2 separate regions of the Mus musculus genome follow, and region 2 is linked to region 1. Evidence: chromatin contacts called from public HiChIP or PLAC-seq data. All regions are on one chromosome and are shown on one strand. The core of a region is the stretch at or near the end of the contact, and the rest is flanking DNA. Distances in the headings are between cores, read along the strand shown. Region 1 overlaps Vti1a (vesicle transport through interaction with t-SNAREs 1A). Region 2 has its middle 13 kb from the start of Gm32144.

Evidence for each region. HiChIP or PLAC-seq counts read pairs in DNA pulled down with a chosen protein or histone mark.
Region 2: an H3K27ac HiChIP or PLAC-seq map of extraembryonic endoderm stem cells shows a contact between it and region 1, with 4 times the contacts expected there. The contact joins two enhancer-like sites. A contact is called at or near these places in 1 of 484 Hi-C or Micro-C datasets (myocytes) and 3 of 115 datasets of contacts at active chromatin or transcription factors (astrocytes, embryonic stem cells and extraembryonic endoderm stem cells).

What each region holds. Positions count from the first base shown.
Region 1 is chr19:55,586,967-55,594,321 of GRCm38.p6, reverse strand. All of the region lies in intron 7 of Vti1a (vesicle transport through interaction with t-SNAREs 1A), which reads right to left. Among named protein-coding and RNA genes, the nearest start is that of Gm41871, 110 kb to the left of the region's middle. Within about 2 kb of position 1,286, at least 80 of the 459 cell types and tissues checked have an H3K27ac peak or open chromatin away from gene starts, as enhancers often do. A contact at or near this core is called in extraembryonic endoderm stem cells, where this site is marked.
Region 2 is chr19:56,250,672-56,257,348 of GRCm38.p6, reverse strand. No RefSeq gene overlaps it. Among named protein-coding and RNA genes, the nearest start is that of Gm32144, 13 kb to the left of the region's middle. Within about 2 kb of position 3,593, at least 26 of the 459 cell types and tissues checked have an H3K27ac peak or open chromatin away from gene starts, as enhancers often do. A contact at or near this core is called in extraembryonic endoderm stem cells, where this site is marked.

The DNA.
Region 1 (7,355 bases), core at 37-2,536:
CACTGATTTCGTTCTTAGGAACAGTGAGCACGCTCTGCTTTGCCGGAGGATGGAGAGCGGGTGGAGAGGCACACGTGCCCGGCCGGACCTTCCGTTAAAGTGACTCACACTGCAAGAAAGTTTGAAAAAGCTTCTCGAGTTTCATATTTTGGCATAAATTTCCATATGATTCATTAAAGTAAGAAAGAGTGGGAAAAATTATCAGTCTTGCACAGAATACTTTTAAAACACACACACACACACACACACACACACACACACACACACACTGTGAGAGATTTGCAAAACGTCCAGTCTGGGTCACTGGAGACCCGTGGACAACTGGCTTCTGTGTTCCCATTTGGGTCTGACTCACTATGGCAATGTCACTCATCAGGAAGGCGCAGAAGACAGACAACAGCTGGGAGGCATTCTCTCTGTGCACAGAGTTCAGGGACACACAGCGAGCTGAGCGGACCATCTAGTGCTTGGGCGCAAGAGCCTGCCCTCCCTCACATCAGCCCTGAACCTCAACTCTCTGAGGTTGCAGCAGATGTTAAAAACTAAAGTTGAAACCTTTAAGCTGTAATGAAGGAGTTCACAGGGCTTGTAATCCCAGTACCCCACCCCATCCTCCCTCGATCCTGCTGAAAGTCTTCAAATGGTCCTCGGCACTAACGCTGCGCAGCCAGCGCGATCCTGCTCAAAGTCTTCAAATGGTCCTCGGCACTAACGCTGCGCAGCCAGCGCGTGTTGAGCACACTGATCTGCCCATGATTCCCCTCGGCTGCTGTAAAACAATCTCACTCCCCCGGCGAGTGCGGGCTGCGGCAACAATGCGGTTATTGACTTGTTGCTCTGGCTCTAGTTAGTTATTACCCTTGGGGCCACAATCAATAGACTTTGCACCAAGTCTGCCTTATAAATCCCAGGCTCTCACTGGAGGCTTGCCAAGGAATGGCAAGAAAAATCTATGGCAGGGAAACACTTAGAGAGCAGAGACTGAGAGAGCCACACTGACAGCTGTATAAATTAATTAACAAGGAACTGTTTATTCTCCCAGATCACGTGACACATTTGCCACCAGTGAAGAAGGCATGGATAGATTCGGAAAGTTATCCGGTGATATTTAAAACCCACAAATTGAGCCGCATGTACAAGAAAGACCGGCGCTCTGTGTAACTGTTTCTGCCTTTATCCTGTTTTAATTACTCTGCTCAAATTTGCCGCCTTTGCACTAGTTCTGACCAGCCTTTTGTTCCCAGTTTGTCTGCACTGGTGTGGTTTGCCTTGATAACAACCTAAGCTCGGGGCTGAAACAGTCAACATGGTGAAAATAAGGTGTTGATCATTAACCTCATGGGGCTTGGGCTTCCTTCGATCCTCATATCCTTCAGGTACCTCAGCAACGGAGGGGATGACTTTACAGAGAGAAGTTCTGAGGGGCTGGGGGAAGAACTCTGGGCTGAGATCATGCATGGCTGTGTTCTAGGGCAGTTCTTTATTTAAGTAAACCATACATAGATCTGGTGGCAAGGGGACCAGTGTTACACTGTCTTATGTCACCTTAAACTATGCTTCGTAGCCCACAGACAAAACCATTGTTTTACATGGGAATAGATCAAGACAACCCTTAGAGCCTGTGTGCGCACACACACACACACACATACACACACACACACACACATATTAAAAAATAAAATTGAAGGTAGTGCTATTAGAAAAGCAATCTTCAAATCCAGTTGTAGGACCCCCTCCGCACTCTCCTGCCAGATGACCAGCATTTGCTGAGTGCATGTTAAGGACAAGACAGTCGAATAGTCCTGGCTGACTGGGACACAGCCAGCATCATTCCCATGGGTGGAAAGCTCATTTCCTTGTTTTGGTCTAGCCTGGGCTATGCCAGCCTTGTTGCATGGTAACACACTCCTGTGAACACAGAAGGGCACCACAATCCGCATAAACATACTCTATCAATTTGATGGGTCCTCAGGTTCAGGGGAGTCCTATACATAACACATGAAACTCATTTGCTTGTGGGACTTCTAATTGTGTTGTTTCAATAATTTATGACCTCTTATAAATGGTTTCCAGGCAATAAGATTTAATTGACTCACGACACTTCCAGGTACTTCCTATGAATCAGATCAACTGTGTCACTTGAAAAATGGAAGAACTTGACACCATTGCCTGGAACTTATTTCTAAGTCTGCTCACTGCAAGTGTTTGCCCTCAGATGGACTTGGGCTCCCAGGCACAGTATGGCTCTTGGCTTGGCAACCGTGGTTACCACAGGACTTGGCCTTTGCTATGTCTATGCCTCTCTCATTTTGAGAACTGAAGTATTGGTTGATGCCACCGGGCCTTGTCTTAGTCATCTGAGGATAAAGTCAGTTCTCTCTTCTTTCTAACTTCTGCTCCAAGGCCAGGAGATGGCAGGGGCGTAAGAGACAGACGTTAGTTATACTGCCCCACTGATGGTTAGATAATCTCCTGAACACATCTGGGCGCTGTAGAATCACATGCTCTGAGCTCCCGTCGCATGGAAACGATTAATGTTGGAAGAGGCGGAATGCTTACTACCCTGAATTCATTATTACACATCGCACACATGTAATGAATGATCAGACCACACTCCATGGAGATGCTCAAATGTTACGCCTCAGCTGAGAAAGGGAAAAAACACTTTACGCCAAGGATGACATCTGGGAGCTGCTGGGAGATTATGACCCAGCCAGTTCTGTCCTTGTTGCTCCATGTCCTGTTAGACAATGGCCACATGAACCCAGAGTTCTCTTTCTTCCTTCACGATGGTGGCTTTACAAGTATCTGTATGAACCTTTACCTCACACCATATCCAAGCATGAACTCTAAATGCATCAATGGCCAGCAAGAAGGACCCACAAGTCTAAACCTCAAAGAAAACAAAAGAAGAGCTCTTTCTGTCACTGGTTTAGTGTCAGTTCCTTCCGCAGGACACCAAAGCAGAAGCAGCCAAGAGAAAACAACTTGGTCTTTGCCATAAAGAAAAGCTTTTAAATAAATCTAAAAAAAAAAAAAAAAAAAAAAGGGCTGGTGTGATGGCTCAGTGGGTAAGAGCACCCGACTGCTCTTCCAAAGGTCCAGTGTTCAAGTCCCAGCAACCACATGGTGGCTCACAACCATCCGTAACGAGATCTAACGCCCTCTTCTGGAGTGTCTGAAGACAGCGACAGTGTACTTACATATAATAAATAAATAAATCTTTAAAAGAAAAGCTTTCATGAAGACAAGAGAAATGAGGAGTGGGGGGGGGGGGTATATCTGTAAACCATGTATCTGACAGAGTATTTGGTTAGCGTCTGACATATAAAGATTATATAGCTGAGTTAACTTTTCCGGGGCCAGAGAGTTGAAAAGCGGCAGGGTCACCTCCAGATTTGAGTCCATATGAACCCAGCCTCTGGACTGCTGGGCTCTTTCTTCTATGTGCCACCTTGTGGGATGGGGCACCTCCTGCCTCTGGGTCCTGCATGTTCAGTGAGAGAGGGGTGGGGGGGGGGAAGGAGGGAGGGGGAGGTGGGGGAGGGAGAATAGAGAAACTTCTCTATACCCATGTTCCACCTGTCTGATTAATTTCTGAAAACTAGCCATTTAAACTAGCCAGGCAGCGGGTGGTGCCCTGCACCCCAAAGCTGACACTGAAGCCTACTAAGGACAGTTTCTGTTTAGGAAAGAAACTAGACGGTGACTTTTAAAATGTGGCAGAACTAAGGTGTTACTGACAGTCAGCTGCGGAGTTGTGTGTCTTTTAAGATAATGTTTGGGATTAATTCTTCCTATTTAGAAAGCTACCACCTTTTAGCCAAATTTTTGTTTATATGTTATTTATATTTATATTTATATTATATGTTGTTTTATGTTAAAGCACTATCAAAAAGTTTAGAAACAAAGGTTTATGTGGTTGTGTGTGTGTGTGTGTGTGTGTGTGTGTGTGTGTGTGTGTACGTACATGTAGTACCCACAGATGCCAAAAGAGAGCATTGTATCCCTAGCCTTGGAGTGCCAGAGAGCTGTGAGCTACTACGTGGGTGCTGAGATCTGAACCAGAGTCCGCAAAAGCAGAGGACTCCTAAGCACTGAGCCATATCTCCAACTCCCTGGCGAGCTATTCTGAGGTGATTTTAGGCCAGCCCCGTGCCCTCTCTAGGTGCCAGGACCCTATTGAAATTCGAACTACTTATAGAAGAACATGCCAGCTGCATAGTATGAATGGATTGGGTCAGAACAGAAGCCGCCAGCTGCCAGCCAGTCCATGGCTAGATAGTCCTATGCATATACGTTGCTTTGACCTGCTCAGTTTAAATAATAATTAAAAAAAAATCGTCAGCATTTATAAAGAGGGAGACTGTAACCCAGTACAGGCATTGGCAGTCCTGGCCTTGGCAGGCTCACATGGCCCATGGTGACAGTGGGTGGCCTCTGTGAAACAGCCTCAGAAGCTCCCATGCCTTCCTCTTAAGAGCCTCCTTACTCTGGGTCTTGCTTACCGCGGTTCCTCCTTGGTTCCCGGCTAAGAATGCTACCCCACCCACAGGTCTTTCCCTGGACTCCCACCTGCCCTCCAGGACTGAGTCCTAAGCATTACTCGGTCCACCAGAAAGGAGAGACATCCGGGTCTGGCCATGTGCCATAAAGCAAGCCCCTGTCCTTGGTGTCAGATTCACCATCTGTGACTGCCCTGCCCATAAGCTTCACCACTCTCTCCCTCTGCACTGGCTTGGTTAAGGAACTTGGTTGATCAAGTTGGGAGGCGCAGGAATGCAGCAACACTACCTGAGGGCAGATCCACAGCAGCACTGTTCTGCAGGCTCCCACTCTTACCCTCCACCATCACCCTGCGCCACACACAGTTTTTTTACTTTTGTATCTCCTGTCTCCTGTGAGGTCCGATGCAGTCTGCAAAGATGCTTTTGGACCACCAGAACAGGCAGAAGCACAGGCATAGGCGACAGTGCGGTGAGCTGGTAGACAGTCACAGGGACAGCAAATAAATGTTCCTGGACTCTGCAGCTGAGGACTCTGAGTCTGCACTCTGTCCAAGACAGGGCAGCAAGAGTTCCTGGAGCCAAGATTCCCTCTCCAGGGTGGCAGACCTGCTCCCAGCTGGAAGTCATTCCACGGTTTCCTAACAATGGGGCGTCACGCTGGGCAAGCAATTTGTTTTAATTATGTAAATCACTTCATTCTCTTTGCAAACATCTAATAGAGAGCTTCAAGGCTTTACAGGTCGGAGCAGAAGACACAAGACAGAGGTGAAGGGGACTCTTTTGGAGAGGTTTGGCTTGTCCTTGAGGGGGTGGGGATGAAGGAGGACACGAGGCGGGGAGGGGTACAGACTACAAGAAGGAAGTCTCATACTCCCTGGTGCTGAGACACAAGTGTTCCCATCACATGGCCCAGAATGGGGGGAGGCGAGCTGGGGACAGCGAACCGCTGAAGACTGTGTCCTGCTCTGCCTCTGTAGGTGCACTATATAGGTGAGGTCTTTACTACAAAGGAGACCCAGACGTCAGCAGCCACGCACCTGCACGTCACCTTTGTGAAGGTGCCTGTGACAGTGCAGTCCCTGTAAGGTGCTAAGGAACCAGAGCATCATCTCTGCATGTCATGGGTGGGATTTGTGTTCATGACCACGTGGTTAAAGACCCCAAGTGTTAAAATGACCACTGTTTTCACCAGCACCTCTGTGCAGTGTCCCCCTGCACTGTGCTGCATGATCCACACCAAACCTTTCTTTCAGTCAATACTGCTACGTCTTAAGGACAAGGGTAAGGAGAGCTCCTATACTAACTCGTTTCTCTACCTCTGCCCCTCCCCCATCTTTGGGGGTGTACTCAAGCTAGAACTCAGGGTCCTGATCACTGCTGAACTGGGTTCATAGCTCTTGCTTCTCACTCTGTAGCCCAGGCTGGTCTTGAACTCACAGTCCTCTTCGCTCCCGAGTACTGGAACTTACAACGGTGTTTCGCCACGGCCAGGCCAGCTTGTGTTCCTAATCTGTAAGACATTATTTCATTCTAAACACTGAATAGACCATTAACTTATGTATTAAGCTTGCAATTACCTGCTGCCCCCAGGGGAGGAAGGGACCCTCAGGAAGCAAAATGGCCAGTTGATTAAGGTTTGGATTAAAACCAGGCCCTGAAAGGAGGCAACATGTGAGCTCAGCTCACACTTAGGTTGGAGCCCAGGCACTAAGGAAACAAGGCTAGCTACAGCTGGTCTTGTTACCAGAGGCTGAAAAAAGCCGAGCTTGAGCCAGCCCTGGAAAACTGACACATCATTTCCTTGCTAGGAAGACTCCATGGCAAGCTTTTGAACTTTGCTTTGGAGGGCATCTCAAACACACATATTTGAATGCAATAGTTACATCTTCCTCACCAAAACGCAACTTCCACGGCTTTAAGGAAGTGTGCCCTTGCCTTCTATCCCACCCAAGTTGCCTGCCTCTAAACAGACCACACAGCTTCCCACAATGCTGACCAATCAGTGTGTGGGCATAGCCATATGTGTATATACTGGCATGTGTGTAAATCTGTACGTGTTACACGGGTATGTGTATGCGTCCCTATGGACGAATGTGAGGGATCCACCCCCCTTTACGGGAGGATCCTAGGACCTGCTAGCTGGGGAGCACCAGATACCAGGTTCTTACAGCAACGGCTCTGTTCTACCGAGAAACCCAAAGACGAGATCTGAGCCTGTTTGTGGCCTTTAGGGAGGTCTATGAACAGGCATTTACAGTTATCTTGTCATAATTGCCTTTATCAGGGAGAGCTGGGCCTTATCAAAGCCCTGGCTGCTACCTGTTGAGTCTTTCATTATTCGTGTCCTGCCCTCACACTCCAGGCATGATTTATAAGCAGTCAGTTTTAAATCTCTGCTCCTGCTTCTCCCCACAAAAGACTCTCTCCATAGCCTATGGTTTCCTTCACAGCTTATGGTTTCCCTCATGCCTGGCTTTGGTAAGATGTGGTGCCATCCCTCAGCACACCATGACTGTCCTCCAGTTTGTCCCTTGCCTCGTGCACACTCTTTCCTTCTCTCGTATCTCCAGAGCTGGCCTAGTGTCCCGAGTCTTCTTGCATGCTTGCTCCTGCCACGGAGCTCCGAACAAGCTCTCAGCCAGGATGGCCTCAACCTCAGCAACCCCATCTCTCCTCCCACTGCGCTGAGGTCAGAGATCATGGTGCTTCGCCTACAGCCACTGTGTCCTCAGCACCACGGAGAGTCAAGCATGCAGGAGATACTCACTACGTAAGTCTCAACAAGGTAAAACCAAAGAAATATCACACTTAACAGGAGGAGAAATAGAACAGACAGGTTAAAGTGTG
Region 2 (6,677 bases), core at 2,344-4,843, 660 kb before region 1:
ATCCAACTCTAAGGCATTTTCTCAATTAGTGATCAAGGGGGAATGGCCCCTTGTTGGTGGGACCATCTCTGGGCTGGTAGTCTTGGGTTCTATAAGAGAGTAGGCTGAGCAAGCCAGGGGAGGCAAGCCAGTAAGGAACATCCCTCCATGGCCTCTGCATCAGCTCCTGCTTCCTGACCTACCTGCCTGAGTTCCAGTCCTGGCTTCCTTGGTGATGAACAGCAGTATGGAAGTGTAAGCCGAATAAACCCTTTCCTCCCCAACTTGTTTCTTGGTCATGATGTTTGTGCAGGAATAGAAACCCTGACTAAGACACCTGCCCAATGATGTGTGAGGTTCCCTGTTGTCTCTGACTTCTCCAAAGCCAGCTGTCAAGGGCTCTATAACCCAGCCCATCTTTAATTCACTTCCTCTTCCTCTTAGATCTGCCTTTTCACTCACACTTCTTCTGACTCCACTGCCTCTGGCTAAAATGCCTTCCTCCTTCCCCAGTGCTGCTTTAATCTACCCAGGTGCCATGACCTGGAAAGATAGTTTCCATTGTCTGACATTTTCCCACTCTGCTCAGTTGTTGTAAGTGCCTAGAGCCCTCTGTGATGTATACTCTGAAATAGATACATGGTCTACGTGAAAGTCCTGATTAACAATGTATCCATGAGTGTAAGCAGAAGCTATCGATTAGTGATGTCTGCTGCGGTTATAGGAAGAAGACGTTATTGATGAATAATGTCTGCCATGGGTAAAAGAAAGGCAGACTACTGATTAGTGATGTCTACCGTGGATAGAAGAGGGAGAAATGGAAGTAGATTTTGTTTAAGAGCCAATGGATGTTTGCCTCTTCCTGCAGCCTCTAACAGTTGCTTGTCTCAACTTATCATGGACTACCATATCAACAAGCACCTTATTTTATTGGCTGGTGTGTGTGTGTGAGATCTGACTCCCTTCAATTGTTGATCTGCACCAGACAGTTAAGGACTTATTGTAGTTATGGCTAGTTTGTATCAGAGCTCACTGGATGCCAGCAGCACCCTGAAGTCCTGGCCCTGTCATTTCAAATTCTCACTTACTGTCACAACTCTGTATAGCAGGTTTTCCAGCTGAACCATATTGGGGAAACAGCATTCACAGAGAGAAAGCAGCTTTTTAGAGTCAACTAGACAGTGTGGTGGGACCAGTGTCTGGCTCCAAACTTTGGGAGTTAGACTACATGAATCTCAGTCTCCTTCTTTGTATATTCCGGATGGTTGGTGTGATCTGCAGCCACTTGCTTTGGATGAGATTTCTACAGTTATTTTAATGTCTTGATTGGAAGAAACTTGCTATATACTTATCACATCCTTCCCCGCCACACTGAAGTATCCAACAGCTCTAATCCAGAATCGATGTGGTGTGTATAATGATGCTGTTTTAGGGTTGGGCCTATTTATCATTCTTACAGTTCCCTTATAATTTGGGAATATGGACTGAAGGTCACAGATGCATACAGAGCGTGGGACCCTGGCTTGAACTGATTCAGGAATTCTAAAAACATTACTTCAGGGGGTAAAAACAGGGTCTTTGCTTTTAATGAAGTTTCTAACTTTCCTGGATGCAGTAGCAATGTTTTACCACAAGAGGGCAGTAAAGACAAGGATACCAAATCCAACTTGTAAGCCAGGCCTCAATAAAGCAAGAGTCCAGCGGGGAGGGATGTTGTTTCTTTTATTGTGGCTGCTGTCATTAATCTCAGACTACTTGTGCCACAGCAGGCAGATGCAAAGATCTAATGGATAATTTCCTTGCAACTTCCAGCAGAATGCGGGAACAGGCATTTAGTCATCTATGTCTTTGTCCAGCCTGTATTTATTGAGCGTCTACTATATTATAGCTCTGTGCTGTCAGGGAAGAGAGGGAGGACCATGTAGGATAGGCAGACTGGCAAATTCTAGTGCATTTGTGAAAAGACCTCTGGGATTTCCAGAGCTTGTCCGAGAGCCAGGAGGGCATCTTGGAGGAGGTGACATTTGACTTTGCATTGGAGATCAAAGGTGGGCACCTCAGATAAACAGAGTTGGAGAGGGACAACCCTAAGTTTCATGTCAGAGAGTGACCGTCATAGTCCCGTCCTCTTCCTCTATGATGAACTCACAGGTCACTGAATTAGGAGCTTGACAGAGGGTCCGAGCCGCGGAGCCAGCACACCTGAGAATCTTGGAGTCCTGGGGCTTGGGGAAGTGTTTGGAGTACCACTTGGGTTGATCCCCTAGGAAGCTCCTGGGAGAGTCCAGAACGCTCCTTCCCTCCGTTTGTGGCAAGGCTCTTACTTACTCCCTGGCCCTGATCCTTTAGCCCAAGATCTCTGGCCGAGAGGAAGGCACAGGGAGAAAACAAAGTGCATGAACTACCATCATGAACACCTGGGGGCGCTAGAGAGCAGGCACCGCCCTTCCCAGGGGTCTGGGGAGGCAGAGGGAGGAGGGGCTAATACATGATGCCTGTGGTCTCAGGAGCAGTGTGGACAGAAAGGTCCCGAGCTGTCTATCACCAAGATGACCTCACAGCAGCAATAATAAAACCCTAACTTCAATTTGCTGAGAACAAGCCACGCCAGGCTCCCCCTCACCCTCAGGAAATATTTACAACTGCACTTCCTGGCTGGTGTCCTTACTGTTCCCATTTTGCAACCAAACACACTGAGGCTCAGGGAGTTCAAGGAACTAAGACTTCCTTAAAAAGTGCAATATGCCAGGCCTGCATCCCCATCTAGTAAGGCCAGCCTGGGGTACAGAGAGAGTCCAGTCGTTGGATCCCACAACACACATGCATGCATACATTCACAAAAGCCAAGATCAGGACTTAGTGTGGGGTTTTTTGGGTTGTTTGTTTGTTTGTTTGTTTGTTTGTTTGTTTTTTGAGACAGGGTTTCTCTGTGTAGCTCTGGCTGTCCTGGAACTCACTCTGTAGAGCAGGCTGGCCTCGAACTCAGAAATCTGCCCGCCTCTGCCTCCCAAGTGCTCGGATTAAAGGCGTGCGCCACCACTGCCCAGCCTTAGTGTGTTTTCTTAACATCAGAGTTCAGAATTCTTCCACTTCCAGCTGCCACTACGGAAGCCTCTACTGAAACGTCAGTCACAGTTGGTCTGATCTGCAGGGGATGTTTCCTTTGTGGGTTTTGCTTGTTTTCTGTCGACAATTCAGCTATCATGAATTAAAGTGAATCTGGGCGAGGGACGTGGCTGTGTGGACAAAGGTGCTTGCTGATAACCTGAGACCACACAGTAGAGTATATGTTCTTTTCTTACCTCCACAGAGGTGCCATGGCACCCCCAAGTCAACCAACCGATTGATCAGCCAGTTGATTGACTGATGGATCCAGCCATTAACCAATACAATAATTTATTTAACAACTGCATCTAAGCTGGAGGCAGAGTCTTAAAGTCAGTTGAAGTCTGGGAGCTGAGCACTGACAATGTGGAGCCCGCCCTAGGTCCTCCTGACTCTCTATCCCACCCTGCAGCTCACCAGCCTGCGTGCAGTCTTGCGATGTCCTCTTCCTCTCAGGCTTGCCTGAAGAGCAGACACTCCCCACCCTGAAGGATAGCTCTCCTCCTGCTGCCTCTCTGGAAGCAAGCGTAGCCCATTTCAAGTACAGATAGAGGCCATGAGGCCATGGACGGGTCTCCTAACCTGTTTCTCTGAGCCTCGGTGTCCTCAATCTGTAAGACCGATATCTCCTTCCATTGCTGTGATAAAATACTCTGATAAAAAAACAAAGGCAGAGAGAAAGTGTTTAACCCATCCAGAGGTTACAGGGACTACATCGTAGCTGCGCATGCTCAGTGCTCCTGGCATTGCAAAGCAGAACACAGAAAGAACAGAAAGTGAAACTTGGCTGTAACACGTCAAAGGCCCCCCCCAGCCCCCCCCCCCCAGATGGATTTCATCCAGCGAAACCTCACAGTCTGGTTGTTCCATAACCTCTCCAAACGCCTCCTGCTGAGACCCGTCTGAATACAGATGTTTATGCAAGACATTTCACATTCAAATCGCAATGAAGTAGCGCTGAGTTACACAAATCTCAGTTGCCCCCAGTTGCTTTTATCTGTCACTGAATAAGAAAAGGAAAAACTGCCCCTCAGCTGAGTATGGTGGTACACACCTGTAGTTCCAACCCTTGAGAGGCTGAGGCAGGAGGATCACTGTGAGTTTGAGGTCAATCTGGACTATATATAGTATGAGATCTTCACACACACACACACACACACACACACACACACACACACACACACACGTAGGGTTATGGGGTCCCGAGTCTGCTCTGCTACAGGGCTGGGCTGTAGGGCAGCCCAGGGACACAACTCTGGAGGTGGGGAATTGCAGTCTGAGAGCTGGAGCAGGCTCAGGGTCCCCAGGCCTGTGAGGAGGCCAAGGCTGGGGCTGTCTGGTTCTCAGGCTCACAGACACCCAGGCACCTATGGAAGCCTTGGAAAAGCTGAGAATGGAGTGGGGACCCTCTGGTTGGATCTGGCCCGAGGGCGGTGTGTGTGTGTGTGTGTGTGTGTGCTTGTGTGTTGTGGGGTTAGGAGGAGCTCCAGCTGGTCCCACGAGGAAAGTTCTTGGCTTGACTGCAAAAGTAGGCTTGAGTTTGGGCTCGATCTTGGCTTGGAGCATAGAGAGGCCTTCTACAGATTAGACAGCCGCTCTGTAGGCAAAGGCCTTCTCCATGGCTCCCCAAGGCGGATCATGAAGAAAAGAGGAAGTCCATGGTTTTAAGACATTTATTGTCATGGCGGAAAGTGGATGAGTAAGACTGTGTACCCCACTTCTCAGGGTGGACCTGAGGTTAAATACCTTTTTGCAGGGAAGAGTGTCTGGGAAGGAAAGCTTATTGCCTACGTCCCCCAACCTTTAGGTACCTCATAAAAATAGAGATCTGTCTTGAACCTATGTGACCACACTTCAAATCCTCTACCTGTGGAGGGGCTTGGAGCGTTGCCCCTAAGTGACTGATGGGCACAAATCTATGGGGGGCCGAGACTAGTGACAGGGACCTGGTGTGCAGGAACCGGTGAAACACGCCTTTCATCTCCTTTAGGATCACAGTGGTTTCCAGCTTTAGTTCAACCAGGAACAAGGCTACCTTTCATGGTCTCTCTCTCTCTCTCTCTCTCTCTCTCTCTCTCTCTCTCTCTCTCTCACACACACACACACACACACACACACACACACACACTGTCAAATAAACTAATCTCAATGATGAAATGCCATGTATTGTAAGAAACGCACCTTTTGGCAATATCTCATGTGATGGATGTTTCTGTGAGAAATGGTGACCTGTGGTCCCCACATAAAACCTTCAGCATAGTATCTCGCTTGGAGCCACCTCTGATTGAACAGGGGGCTCATTATTCACAATGCTGCCTTGCCTAGGGTCCCCGCTGGAATTCCCTCTACCCTCAGGGGGCCTCTCAGGCAGGACTCACTCTCTTCCTGCCCCCAAGCTCCTGAGAGCAGTTTCTCCCCAGGCAAAAACTTGGACCCAAGTCCCTTCAGAAACAGAGAAAAAAAAGTTATCTTGCAAGATTCTCAGGGAAGATTTGATTCCTCTCTGTTCTTGGCGAGCCTGTCAGACTCCTACCTGGTTCTTTGAAAGTTCGAACATTAGCTGGGTCAGCAGGGAGCCAAGTACACAGCAGAACTTCTGTGCTGCTGCAGTAAAACTTTCCTCTCTCCCAGAGGCGTGATGGAGTTCTCCGCCCATCCTCAGCTCAGTGCTTGCTTGTCCCTGGAATGGCGAGGCCTTTTCGATTGCTTGAAAGACAGGCAGGAGCTGCCTGAAGAGGCCAAAGGCAAACTCTCTGCCAAAGGCTGCCAGCTCTCTGCAGACCCAGAGTCCCTGTCACTCACAGCTGGAAACTTATGGAAGACACTCATCATCTATTAACAGATAGAATAGGATTCCCTGGCGAGAGCAGGGTATCTGCCTGCCCCTATTGCATGCACACAGTCAGCCTCTCCATTCCCTCAGCCTCACAGCTGTGGCCTGTTGCACACACAGCGTCTCTCCGTTGTCTCATCCTCGTGGCTTTGGGCCCCTTTGCTTCCACATGGACAGGACTTTAGGAGGAGGAAAAGGCAGAGACAACCCCGAGACACACTACTTTTGAGGAAGGCTCTGTGTTCTGCTGAGACTTGGCCTTTCTAGGTTGCCCACAGGCTTCCTCACACAGGCCAAAAAAACCTCTGAAGCAACCTGTTCCAGACCCAGGTGACCCTCAGGCAGTATCCTACAGGGGCAGGGAGATCTGAGCAACAGATTAGGACCTTGCCTGATGCTTTAGAAATGTTCACTGTATCAGACATGGACCGTTCTAGACCCACCAGTGGCAGTCCCCAAGGCATGCAGCATCCCAGACAGACAAGTCTACTGAGGCTCCATTTTTTAATAAAAATGGCCATATTTTGCCTTTTGTCTACCCGTTGGTTGATCCTCCTTCTTGAGAGCCAAGAAGGAAGAAGCAGGGTTGGCTGAAGAAAGGGAGGTAAGCAGATCTCTGTAGCTGGGTGGATGCTCCAGCAGCTGAGTGCCCAGCAGAGGGGCTGGCAAAGAAAGAGCAGCAAAGACTGATGGAACTCAAGTTCCAGAGGGACTGAGCTCAGATCCCAGAGAGATGACGTAGGAAGCGGTCACTCAAAAT